3 separate regions of the Sus scrofa genome follow, and regions 1 and 3 are each linked to region 2. Evidence: chromatin contacts called from public HiChIP or PLAC-seq data. All regions are on one chromosome and are shown on one strand. The core of a region is the stretch at or near the end of the contact, and the rest is flanking DNA. Distances in the headings are between cores, read along the strand shown. Region 1 has its middle 17 kb from the start of PLEKHH2. Region 2 overlaps LOC106509843 (a long non-coding RNA gene). Region 3 overlaps THADA (thyroid adenoma-associated protein).

What was found. HiChIP or PLAC-seq counts read pairs in DNA pulled down with a chosen protein or histone mark.
Region 1: a contact with region 2 is called in an H3K27ac HiChIP or PLAC-seq map of alveolar macrophages, with 12 times the contacts expected there. The contact joins two enhancer-like sites. A contact is called at or near these places in 11 of 47 Hi-C or Micro-C datasets (alveolar macrophages, embryonic fibroblasts, epiblast stem cells and 7 more) and 2 of 2 datasets of contacts at active chromatin or transcription factors (alveolar macrophages and skeletal muscle).
Region 3: an H3K27ac HiChIP or PLAC-seq map of alveolar macrophages shows a contact between it and region 2. The contact joins two enhancer-like sites. A contact is called at or near these places in 2 of 47 Hi-C or Micro-C datasets (retroperitoneal adipose tissue and subcutaneous adipose tissue) and 2 of 2 datasets of contacts at active chromatin or transcription factors (alveolar macrophages and skeletal muscle).

What each region holds. Positions count from the first base shown.
Region 1 is chr3:96,848,038-96,852,313 of Sscrofa11.1, forward strand. No RefSeq gene overlaps it. Among named protein-coding and RNA genes, the nearest start is that of PLEKHH2, 17 kb to the left of the region's middle. Within about 2 kb of position 2,139, at least 6 of the 83 cell types and tissues checked have an H3K27ac peak or open chromatin away from gene starts, as enhancers often do. A contact at or near this core is called in alveolar macrophages, where this site is marked.
Region 2 is chr3:97,541,327-97,545,589 of Sscrofa11.1, forward strand. All of the region lies in intron 2 of LOC106509843 (a long non-coding RNA gene), which reads right to left. Among named protein-coding and RNA genes, the nearest start is that of TRNAI-UAU, 24 kb to the right of the region's middle. Within about 2 kb of position 1,770, at least 14 of the 83 cell types and tissues checked have an H3K27ac peak or open chromatin away from gene starts, as enhancers often do. A contact at or near this core is called in alveolar macrophages, where this site is marked.
Region 3 is chr3:96,990,919-96,995,194 of Sscrofa11.1, forward strand. All of the region lies in intron 28 of THADA (thyroid adenoma-associated protein), which reads left to right. Among named protein-coding and RNA genes, the nearest start is that of THADA, 120 kb to the left of the region's middle. Within about 2 kb of position 1,868, at least 8 of the 83 cell types and tissues checked have an H3K27ac peak or open chromatin away from gene starts, as enhancers often do. A contact at or near this core is called in alveolar macrophages, where this site is marked.

The DNA of each region.
Region 1 (4,276 bases), core at 889-3,388, 690 kb before region 2:
GTTTTAAATCATTTTTCAAAAGTTCTCACTTTTGAAAAAAAAGTTGAGTTTCTGGCAAGCATTCTTGCTTATTTCTATGTTTTTATACCTTTGCTGCAAGTTGTTTTTTATTTAGATATTTATGAATCTGTCTCCTTAATCACCCTTGATGTTGCTTTTCCTAAATTCAGGCCTCAAATTCAGAATAATAAAACTCTTAAGATATCTTTTATGCCTGAGCTATCCTTCAGGTCCCTAAAATGACTTGCTAGTAACACAAAGATTTGCTCCATCACTCAATAAAAGAAAGGCAAATAGGGATAATTAAGTTTGTCTAAAAAAACCTGTATGAATTCTTTTGTTTAACAAACTTAGAATTAAAAAAAAAACAAAACAAAACACAAAAACCCTGGGAGTTCCCTAGTGGCCTAGTAGGTGAAGGATCAGGTATTATCACTGCTGTTGCTCTGGTTGATGCTGTGGTACAGGTTTGACCCCCGGCCCCAGGGAATTTCCATGTGCTATGGGTGCCACAAAAACAAATTAAATAAAACGATTTAAAAAACCCAACAATAAAAAGAGAGTTTATCTTCTCAGGCAAATTATAGTTAAGTAAAAACAAATACTTTGTATGATTGGGTACTTTTCAAGTTTAAGAAAACAACAACATGCTCATGTACAAGCACCAAGATGGTATAATAACCACCTATCAAAATGTGTTTTCTGGGATTCTATATATTTTAGAGATTAAGCCCTTGTCAGTTGCATCATTTGAAACTATTTCCTCCCATTCTGTAAGTTGTCTTTTTGTCTTCTTTTTGGTTTCCTTGGGATTCTAGATGCATAATTCCTATACCCCTGTTTGTTCATACAAAGTCTGAATAAACACTAGCAGTATTAATACAAATACATGGTAATCTTTAGAGGCCTACTGCTCATTTCAGCATTTCACTGAGTAGCCAAAATATAGTCACCTTGTTTGGAAGTGTGACAGCAATAGTAAAATGTGTAAAAACTTCATTTGATTTTGTTTTAAGGTTTTTGTTAACCTTAATGGTTGCTGTGCTATATACACTCTTCTACAGATAGAAAATTTCTCATTTTTTAGCTAGTCATCTAATCTCTATAAAATATTGTTCTATTTCACCTCCCATGTCACTGCGACACTAACACAGCCACTTCCTTCATTTGATTGAAAAAAGAGAACCCTGTCATTACTTAACTCCTATCAGGGAACGCTCCACATCACTTATGGGCCTTATAGAGACTCTCTTAAATGTCCTTGATTTAATTTTGTAATGGCCCATACTAAAAAAGAAAAACTGAAAATTGCCAAGTAGGCTGGGCTATCACAGATTTGAATTTACCCTTGAAAGGTAAGCTTCTCAGAAATCAACTCAGTTCAGATGGCCATATTAATCGGTCTCGCCCAGTGCCAGCTAACAAAGGATAAACTATTTGTCCTGATAGTAGGTATTCTTTGGGTTAGTCTATAATTTCAAAACTCTTTAGAAAAAAAGAAATTTCCTGACCATTACAAAAATCCTTGTAACATGGACTGTGAAATAAAGAACTTGAGATATTTTGCTAGTACGTAGAGAGATAACCACAATAAAAGTGAGAGTTTAACAAAAATCACACATGACATTATCCAAAATAGCTGAGAGAAATTAACCAAGATGTAGAAGAAACATTAAGGAGGTTATTTTACGTATTGCTGATGATCGTTCTAATGCGTATCTTATTTGCCAAATATTTGTAGCTCATTTCCACATTTCCTTTGGGACTTTTCTAAGATATAACCTTATGAATGAAGTCTTCCCTGACCATCCTATATGAAATAAGAAACTTCTTCTTCCCCATCCTGCTTTATATTTATAGCAGTTTGTCTACTGTCTGTCTTTCTCCACTAGAATATAAGCTCCACGAGATTCTTTGTTCTGTTCATTCTTGGGATTTCCAGTGCCTAGAGATGTCTAGCACATAATGTGCACAAATAGGTGTTGATACAATAAATGAATATGTCTTCCTAAGTCCATTGCACTTAGCAGCATTGATTTATTCATCAAAGAGGACCTTGTATCTTCCAGGCAGCGTGTTGAGATCTGATGATGAACAGTGACCAACTTCTGCTTTCAAGAAGGTTATGGTTCACTCAGAGGGAAGCTGATAAGCAGACTGGCATTTAGAGCACAGTGTAATAAATGCTGGGACAGGGGAAGTACTCTGTGCTGAGGAACTGTACGGCAGACTTACCTAATCCGGTCTGGAGGGCATCAAGGAAGAATTCTTCATGAAAGTGATGTCCTAACAAAGACAATGAGGACAAGAAGTTAATCCTGTTAAAAAATTGGGAGAGTCAAAAGTGTTTCATGGGGAGTTCCTGTCATGGCTCAGCGGAAAGGAATCTGACTGACTACGGAAGGTTCGATCCCTGGCCTTGCTCAGTGGGTTAAGGATCTGGTGTTGCCGTGAGCTGTGGTATAGATTGCAGACGTGGCTCGGTTCTGGCGTTGCTGTGGTTGTGGTGTAGGCCAGCAGCTGCAGCTCTGATTTAGACCCCTAGTGTGGGAACCTCCATGTGCCTCGGGTATGGCTCTTTGTTTCATGCAAAGAGATAGGTCAGTGGAAAGGCTGAATGGTGAGAGAAGCTGTTGCCAGATTAAAGACTTAAATCTCCCCAGAGGCGCTGATTTGTTTCATGTGTTCAAGTCCTGCACTGTGTTGTTCTCTGTGCTGGGAAAGGCTGGAATGCCTCCCTGTTTATAGCTTAATCACCTCTACATCCTGGAAAACCTCTTGTTATGTGGCTTCTCCCACTTCACAAAAGCAGAAGTAATCACTTGCTTCTTTGTCCCATCACTATAATCAGTGTTTCCTCTGTTCTAGCCCTTACTAATTTTTTTCAACACTATATTACACACTTTGTATCCTTAGGCACTAGGAACTCCAAGGGGCTAGTATAGCACAGGCACTCATTAAATGTTTGTTGAATGAATAAATGATTAATTGGTACTGATTCTGAATATAATTTCCTGTTTCTGTTACTTAGGGAAGAGAACAACTAGAAAAATCCTAGGATTCTTCCATATCAAGAAAAGAATGGGAGTTCCCATCATGGCTTAGTGGTTTATGAACCCAGCTAGCATCCATGAGGATGTGGATTCGATCCCTGGTCTTGCTCAGTGGGTTAAGGATCTGGTGTTGCCATGAGCTGTGGTGTAAGTTGCAGACTCAGTTCAGATCCCACGTTGCTGTGGCTGTGGTGTAGACTGGTGGCTACAGCTCCGATTGGACCCCCTAGCCTGGGAACCTCCATATGCCTCTAGAGCAGCCCTAAAAAAAAAAGAGAGAGAGAGAGAGAGAGAGAGAAAAGAATGACTGCAGAGTAAAAAATCATATAGAGACAGATTCTCTATCTATCCATCCATCTATCCATCTGTCTATCTAACTATTCATCTATCTGCATTCTAGGTCCTGCTTGGAATAAAGGAGGTGAAGAATCACAAATGTGTCCTATTCCGTATACTTGTTAATATTTGTCCCCCATTAGTTCTGTGAAAGCAGAAGCTAAGGCAGGGCTTGGTATGCATCATATCTATTGGGACCAACTTCGGGTTGGAAAGGAATGATGTAGGTTTGGAACAAGAAATGCCCATGGGGAGGCCTAGAGCACATACAACCCAAGTCAGAGCTGTCCCACAATGACCACAAATATACTAAGAGTGCCATCGGTTGGTCAGTACTCAGATGGAAGGGTGTGTGTGCTGGGGTGTGGCAATAGTTTAGGGAAACCCTGATGGGAGTGACAGCTGGAAGCTCTTTGGTCACCATATTCCATGCAACCTGGGCAGCAAGTCCTTCCTAGAACTAGGACTCCACATCCCCTGCAACCTTATTCCATGAATATACAGTCACAATTTCAAATGAGGTAGGTTATATTCAAATTTCCCTAACAACAATGTGTGTATTTTAAAAGACGTGGAAAATATCAAATATCAGTATATCAGAAACATTACAAACACATTTTTCTCAGAGATGTTATTGGAATTTGAAGCACTGCCATGTAGCTTCCTTCAGGTTTGATGGTAATACTTCTAAGTCAGAATTTTGGTTTACTTTGTCCCAAAAGACATCTAACACATTTCAAGATGGACTGCAGATCACTCCCCGCTTTGAGGTGCCGTAAATTTCATTTTTCCATCCCTTTTCCATGATATCAGGAGCCAACTATCCAAATTTCACTTAAACTAACTCATATGGTAAGTAGCTCTGTACTTTGAAGTTTAGTGTTAAT
Region 2 (4,263 bases), core at 520-3,019:
AAAGGAATCTGAAGCTCTGATCTTTTATAACTGGTTTGCATTTTTATTAAAATACATATAATTTTTTAACAGTTGCAGTTATCTATTGCTGTACAAAAACATCCTCAAACTTGGTGGCTTAAAATACATTATGTTTAAGAATTCCCTGGTGGCTCAGCGGGTTGAGGACCAGCACTGTCGCTGCTATGGCATAGGTTCTATCCCTGGCCCAGAACTTGCACATGCCAGGGGCACAGCCAGATAAATAAATAATGTTTCTCACAGTTCTGTGGATTGACTGGCTCAGTGGTCACTTGGAGAGGGGACGTCTCTTGTGTGCTTGCAGTCAGATGGTGATAAGGTCTAGTGTCAAATGCAAGTTCAGCTGGATGGTATATTCAAGATGGCAGCGTGTGCCTTCTCATATCCAGTACTTGGCTGCGGCGACTGGAACAGGTGGAGTCTGGCTGACTACACGGCTTTCTCCTGCCACCTGTCCACAGGGCTAGCTTGGCCTCCTCAGAGCACAGCAGTCTCAGAGGCATCAGACTTCTTACACGATGGCTGGCTTATCCCAGAAGGAGCATTCTAAAAGACCCAGGCCAAAGCTGAAAGGCTTCCTGGGACCTGTCCTCAGAAATCACACAGCATCGCTGTTGCTGCTTTCTATTGGCCAAAAGTGAGTCATAGGGACAGTCCAGAAAAAGACAGAGACCATAGGAGGTCATGAATACCAGAAGATGAGGTTCACTGGGGACTAGCTTTGAAGACTGTCCCCATTAGTCTCTGGCCCCTAATGAATCACATCCCTCACATGATCAAAAGACACTCACTGTCTGAGACGCCCCACCCGAAGTCTGATCCGTGAATGAGATTCACAGGCTTAGGCTCCAAACCCAGGACCTCAACATCCAGTTCAGGTGACTGCAGAGGAGGCCCCTCAGGTGTGGGTGCTTAGGGAGGCTGTCTCTCAATGTGAGGGCCCGTGAACTAAAGAGACAAGTTATCTTCCTCCCCAGACCTATCACACGGCAAGGGAATAGGCACAGGACAACTGCTACCTACACTCTCATTCAAAAAGGGGGAGAAAGCTGTGTGGAGCAATTCTGAAATCAAGCCAGGTCCTGCTTTGTGAGAGTGGTTCTCCAGAGAGCTCTGAGCTCCATGTTCTGAGGTATCCCTCCTTTTCCAGAAGAAATGGGCAGTGTTTGCAGCCAGACTGACTTCTCAGCCTGCTTCCTGCCCATAAAAAAGGTCTCTTCATTTGGAATTGTCTTTGACCCTTTCAATCCAAGCTGAAAAAATTCTCTTAAAAGATTTGGGGGTTTCTTAGATATCTAACTATAACCTACTCCCTTAGACAAAAGGCATAACACCCCCATTTATTTCCCAAAAGGCCCTTCTCACCTTAAGCCTCATATTCTCCAACAGAGAGGACCTAAGAAGCATGCCTTTAACATTCTTAGCAGCCCTGTTGTCTCTCCAAAACGGGGAGGGCATGCCCTTAAATATTTCTAAAGGGTCTTACAGACACACCCACGACTATGCTAGAGACCACGTTTTGCTGGCAGCATCCTGGACCTTATCTTTGCCCTGAGACCACTTCTTACTTTTCCAGACTTTTTTGATTAGAAGAGTAGACCAGGGCTCCTTAGCTTTCCTACATTCTGCTCCGAAGCTTCTTTAGGTCATTTCTGTCTTTTCCTGCTTTATCAGAGTCAGCTGGAAGAAGCCAAGGAGCACTTTCGACATTCTGCTGGGAACGGCTTCCTTCAGATCATGGGTTTATTAGGCTGCCTTGCTACTTCCCCATGACGATAGGGAGAATCCTTCTGAGTGACCATCTCAGGTCCCTCTTCTCCAGCCTTCAATAACAGTTTCCTTACTGTTCCAAGCCTTTAGGAACTCCTCAAGGCTCCCCAGCTTCTGCCCTCCAGCTCTCCCCAAGCAAACCACAGGCTTTAGGGCTTTTGTGACATCACTCCTTTATAGCACTGAGGTACCTAGCCTCCAAGGAAGGCCCAATGAACAAGACCTCCTGGAATGTATGCCCTGTGTGGTCCTCCCCACACTGAATCTTGCCTGACCTGTGACTCATGCTAACACATGGCACGCACTGGACATACATTGCACAAGCTTTGGATGTAGCCTTTAAGAGGACTGGAAGTTTCTGCTTCCTTTTTTTTTTTCTCTTTTTTTTTTTTTTGTCTTTTGTCTTTTTAGGGCCGCTCCTGTGTCACCTGGAGGTTCCCAGGTTAGGGGTCTAATCAGGGCTGTTGTTGCCGGCCTATGCCACAGCCATAGCAATGCCAGATCCAAGCTGCGTCTGGGACCTACACCAGAGCTCATGGCAAGGCCAGATCCTTAAGCCACTGAGTGAGGCCAGGGATCAAACCCACAACTTCGGAGTTCCCGTCGTGGCGCAGTGGTTAACGAATCCGACTAGGAACCATGAGGTTGCGGGTTCGGTCCCTGCCCTTGCTCAGTGGGTTAACGATCCGGCGTTGCCGTGAGCTGTGGTGTAGGTTGCAGACGCGGACAACTTCATGGTTCCTAGTCTGATTCGTTTCCCCTGCGCCATGATGGGAATCCCATCTCTTCTTCTTTTTTGAAATACTCCCTCCAGGAGTCCTGAGCTTCCATCTGGGAAGTCCAGTTACCCTACTGGAGAAAACCAAGTGGAGAGAGAGGCCCAGAGATGATATGGAAAGAAGCAAAGGACCAGCTGTCCCAGTATCTCAGTTGAGCCTCTTGACGAGTCTAGCCCCAAGGCTGTGCACCAAGGCACAAGCACAGGAGAATTCCTAAGCAAAGCAGCAGAAAAGATGTTTAGCTGAGCCCAGTCAACCCACAGAACCATAAAAGATGGCCTATTTTAAATCACCAAGCTTTGGAGTGTTTTGTTAGGCAGCCACAGGTAACTGAAACCACTCTGAATACAAGTGCATCTCATTTTTAATCCTTTAGATCATTACTGTCTCTGGAACACAAATTGAGTTCTCTATTATTAAAGCTGAAATTAAGTCCAGAAAATAAATTTTAAAGATAATATATATTAATTTATGAATCATAAATGTCTCTATAATATAAATATTTTTATATTATTATTCATTCAAACGTCACTGGCCCATCAACAGAATCCCTGATGTGCTGAATACTTCAATTCCATTTTTTTCAATATTGTGCAAACATTCAATCATATAAAAAATCATAACTGTAATATATTTGTTTCCGGTTTTATCATTTTGAAAGGTAAACTTCTCAAGGTTGAAGGACAGAACATATTTTAATTAACAGTTTGTTAGTCTGACTTACTAATATGTGGGCCTATGGTCTGTGGGTCCCCATTTCACTCCTCCCCAGGAATGGATATCACGGAATAGGTGCCTGATCAAGGTGAGAGCCGGAAGCCCTGCAGCAGCCAGAAGAGTCCGGGCATTTTCAGGGCCAGGAGGAACCCCTGAGCAACCATAGCAACAAAGACCAGAGGGGAGCATCGGGTGGGAGAGGATGCTGAGAGGACCGCCTGCCCCATCACTGCTCCACTGGCCAAATCTGACAGGCATGGCCTGGCCTAGGACCAGGTGTGGGACACCACAGAGCTAAGCCTCTCCCCAGAGTCATCCTAAAACCTGACCTGCGCTGGAGGCATCACATCCTCCAGAGGCCCCAGGTCTGGGCCTAGTGCTAGGCTAAGAGGGGTCTGCAGTCAAACCGAGTCAGAGCTCATCACTGATGAGTACCTGAGGTCTGTTATTTCCGCAGTCACCCATTTCTACAGTTTCAAACAAGCTTCCTTTCCCCCATAGTTTTCTTCTAAGGATTATTTCTGGGAAGCCCTAATCTTTCCTTTGCAAAATGGAGGTGAAAAGGATTTGTCCTTATGTAGACAAAAGTGCAGAGTGGGGAGAAGACAAAGGGTGATGGGTTGAAGTGGTCACAGCCGCAGCTTCTTGAAGGCCAGGAAAGCCGGGATGTGGGAGGCCAAGGCTCACAGGTGTGTCTCAGTTCCCAAGGCTCTGCAGGCAGGTGATCTGGATCCTAAGATGGCACGTGTCTGGGGATCGTGTGTTGCTCTCTGCCTGCCTGAGCTCTCTCCTTACTGGTCCAGGCGGTCCCTGGGGGTGAGACTCTCAGAACTTTCTAGGGGAGAAGCTGGGGATGACAGCTGGCCTTCAAACAGGAGGTCCAGACTCAGGCTCTGATGCGGAGAGGGCACTGCCAGGGTTTGGGGCCTCACTCTGCCCCTTTCTAACCTGGGGGCCTTGGGCAAATTACTTAACC
Region 3 (4,276 bases), core at 618-3,117, 550 kb before region 2:
AGTTTATAATGAATGGAGGTGGTGTGTTTATCCCCACCCTTCAAACTGTTGCTCTCCTTTAAATTTGTAAATTGCTGAGATGTTGCAGCTCTTCTCAGTTGACTTTTACCTTTGACCTTTTTTTCATTTGCTCCTTCCCTAGGAAATGTTTACCACATGTCTCTATCCAAATAAGCAGCTCTCTGGGGAAGAGTTACCTTTGCATTTTGAACTGAAAATGCTCTTTTAATGTTTAGGACAGATTTCAGAAAGGGATGGCTTTTTGTTGTTGTGACTTTTATGATTTTGATTTGGAAGATGATTGAAAGGTACAAACATCTAGTTATGAGATAAATACTAGGGACACAATGTACAACATGATAAATATAATTAATACTGCTTTATGTTATAAATGAAAGTGGTTAAGAGAATAAATCCCTCAAATCTCACTTCTAGGGACCTGAAAGTCAAATTCATCTTTGCTTTATCCCCCATAGTGCCAAGCACGGCACCTCTGCTAGCATAAGGGTGCAATACAGGAAAGAATGGCAGAAATTAAGAGAAACCCAAGTCCTTTGGTCATGTTTCCAAAATGATCTGTTGATCATTTGGTCTCGTTCATCTTTCAATTAAATGATGCCCTAATAATTCCTGTGCATTATATTTCATGCTGCTTTTCTCTAGGAATTTGAATGTTTGAATATATTAGAGAGATTGTTAACTTCTATTTAAGACTGCCGTTGTAAGAAGTGTAGAAAAGGGGGATTCTTAGTTGGAGATGCGTCTTTGCGTGGTGGGTGGTGTAGCCCATTCTGGCTCAGAGTAAACGAACTTCCACTGCAGTGTCCATGAGACTGCAGGTTTCAAAAGTCCCTGCCTCACCGGATGGTTAAGGCATCGGGGATGCTGAGAGCTGTTGTTGTTAGGCTGTATACTTTTCATTCATTTTTTTTTTTTTTTTTGGTCTTTTTGCTATTTCTTGGGCCACTCCCGTGGCATATGGAGGTTCCCAGGCTAGGGGTCGAATCGGAGCTCTAGCCACCGGCCTACGCCAGAGCCACAGCAACTCAGGATCCCAGCCGCGTCTGCAACCTACACCACAGCTCACGGCAACGCCGGATCGTTAACCCACTGAGCAAGGGCAGGGACCGAACCCCGCAACCTCATGGTTCCTAGTCGGATTTGTTAACCACTGCGCCACGACGGGAACTCCTTCATTCATATTGATTTTACTGGAGCTTTTGGTCAGCAGCTTTCCCTGTTGCAACACTGGCATGAATCTTCAACTTTCTGTGGAAGAGTGCCTGAACATGCCCTAAGGTTTAGAAAGCAGGTATTTTATTAACCAGTTTTCTCCTTGCTTTCTTTGTTGCTCAGGAAACTCAAAATCCTGTGTCTTTAGGTATGATAGCTATTTATTTGGTTCCTTGTTTGTAGTTTTTTTTAATTGTTTTTTCCTTCCAGTTTCATTGAGCTATAACTGGCATACAGCACGGTATAAGTTTAAGGTATACAGCTTAATGATTTGATTTATATACATCATGAAATGTTTACCACAGTAAGTTTAGTGACTCCGTCATCTCATGTAGATACAAAATTAAAGAAACAGAAAAAATTTTTTTTCTTGTGATGAGAACGCTTTCAGATTTATTCTCTTAACCACTTTCATTTATAACATAAAGCAGTATTAATTATATTTATCATGTTGTACATTGTGTCCCTAGTATTTATCTCATAACTAGATGTTTGTACCTTTCAACCATCTTCCTCTAATTCTAACCACCTCCATCTCGGGAACCTCAAATCTGATCTCTTTTTCAATGAGTTTGTTTGTTTGCTTGTTTTTGAAGCACAACTGACCTATGACACTGTGTTAGTTCCTGTTACACAACATAGTGATGCAATATTTCTAAACAGTTCAAAATGATCATCATGATAACACACTGTCACCGTACAGGTTTTAAATGCTAACATCTCTACAATAATTAATGTGTAAAATGCACACACAAATACTGCATTTTCAGCATATGCAGCAGTCTTCCCCAGATAATTACTTGCCAGAGTAAAATCATTTCATAAACTTGAAAATAGATTAAAGCTTGGCTTGAAACTCTGGACTCCTTCTACACAGCTCATGGGGTCAAAGGTGGGACAGTCCTGGGGTCGCCTGGAGCCAGCGAGAGTGAGCGAGTACGGTCATGTTGCCTTTGTTGAGGCACAAACATCTAAAAGGTATGAAACCGCCCAAATTACATCTGAGCATCCTCAGGCCTTTGATTGCCTGAACTCTGTTGGAAGCTGAGTGGCCCAGGGCAGCTCAAGATCAGGCCAGAGAAGGAAGCCATGTCCCAGACCCCAGGGAAGAGACCGCCTCTCCAAATGATGTGCGGAGGGACCGTTTTGGAATCCATGGTACTGCTTGGCTGGCAGATTAGCAGAAGGAAAGTCCCCTCCAATATTTTCATTTTGCATTCGTCCAAGGCTCAAACCTATAATTAAATGTTCTGAACAAAGACCCTATTAATGCACACCATCCAGATTGATGACTAACAGCTCTTCCTTCCAGGTCCATAAGGAAATCTGTAACACTTAATGCAAAATAAAGACCCTAGTCAGGTTTTAGGGGGAGGGTGAAGTCAGGGAGTGAATGTAGTTAGGACTGAGTTTGCCTTTAAGAAGTCATTTTTTCAGTGCTGTGTAAAATGGACCGTTCAGTGTTTACCGTGTTTACTCAAGGATGTGTGATTTACGGAGTGATCTAAGATTTAGTGACAGTGATAGGGTTTTTTTAAACTTTAGGAACATAGTTGAGAAAAAGTCTCTTTTTAATTCTTTTTTTTTGTGGGCAGTGTAGACTTATATAAAAATGTTTAGGACAGACTTAAACACAGTCATGTTACTCACTGGCCAAAACTTCAAGTAGATTTCCAGGATTTGAGAAATCTGGTTGAAACTCATTAGCTTGCATTCAGGGCCTTCTGACGTCCAACCTGCTCCCTCCTCCAGGAGCATTTTGGTCCAGCTTCTTCCTTCGTCCCCAGGCAGGCCTTGCTCGTCTCTCTCTCCATGGTTTCCTGCCAGCCCCTTCTCCTCCACATACTTCCTCCTCCTTCAACCTCCCCCGCCTCTGGGAAAGGGGACCCTTAGCTGTCCTTCAAGCCCTGGAGCCACCAAGACTAATTTAAGACTGCTCTTTCTCTACATTTCCAAATCTGTCCACCTCCTGGTGCCTTCCATCCATGGAGCTAGGTTTCCCTGAGCATCCCTCTGCTTTGGCCTCCAGAGCAAGCTTGTGCCACTTTGTTAGCTCTTACCATGCCAGTCCTTCAATCATGCTTTAACTTCTGTCATATGTTTTAAGCTTGATGTTAAGTCCTTGAGGCTTAGAATTGAACCTTAATGTGCGCTGCCGGTGTCCTCCAGAGCACTTAGCATACTGCTCAGGACACGACTGTCCATTGCTTGATTGATTGGTGTATGTCTAGGCCCAGGATTGAGAATTAGCAGTCTATAAACACCGCAAGCTCTTTTTAGAACTGCTGGGTACCTTTGTACCAGGTTCATATTTTGGCTTGTCAGCTTGGTAGTAGAGATGTCAGGCCTAGATCTGTCCAGAAAAATCTGTTTTCCAAATCTCTCTCTCTCTTTTTTTTTTTTTTTTTTTTTTTTTTGGTCTTTTTAAGGTGGTACCTGCGGCACATGGAGGTTCCCAGGCTAGGGGTCGAATCGGAGCTGTAGCTGCCAGCCTACGCCACAGCCCCAGCAACTAGGGATCTGAGCCACGTCTGTGACCTGCACCACGGCTCATGGCAATGTTGGATCCTTAACCCACTGAGCAAGGCCAGGGACCAAACCTGTATCCTCATGGATGCTAGTCAGATTCGTTTCCACTGAACCATGACAGGCACTCGGTGTTTTCCACATCTTTACATGAACAGAATGGTGTTTCAGTCACACTCTGGAGCATTGTCAGCCAGGGACTGCCAACTCTTCCTTATGCTGACTAGCTGACTCAGGTGGACTGTTCCTCAGATCTCATTTCAGCTTTCTGGGGTACTTTTGTTCTTAATTAAAGGAAAGCTTATTTCTAAGACCATTCTTGAACCAAAGGCAAGTGAATATTCATTAAATGTTGACTTTCTTGACTTTAATTCACTTCAGTGGGTGACAGCTCAGGTGGGATTATGCCTTGACAGTGATCTGACAAGGCCCTTGTTCCTGGTAGTTATTGACTTTTCCAGTGTGAACCTTTTTGGTAGAGTAGGAGGCCAACATCCTGGTGTCTGAACCATATAAG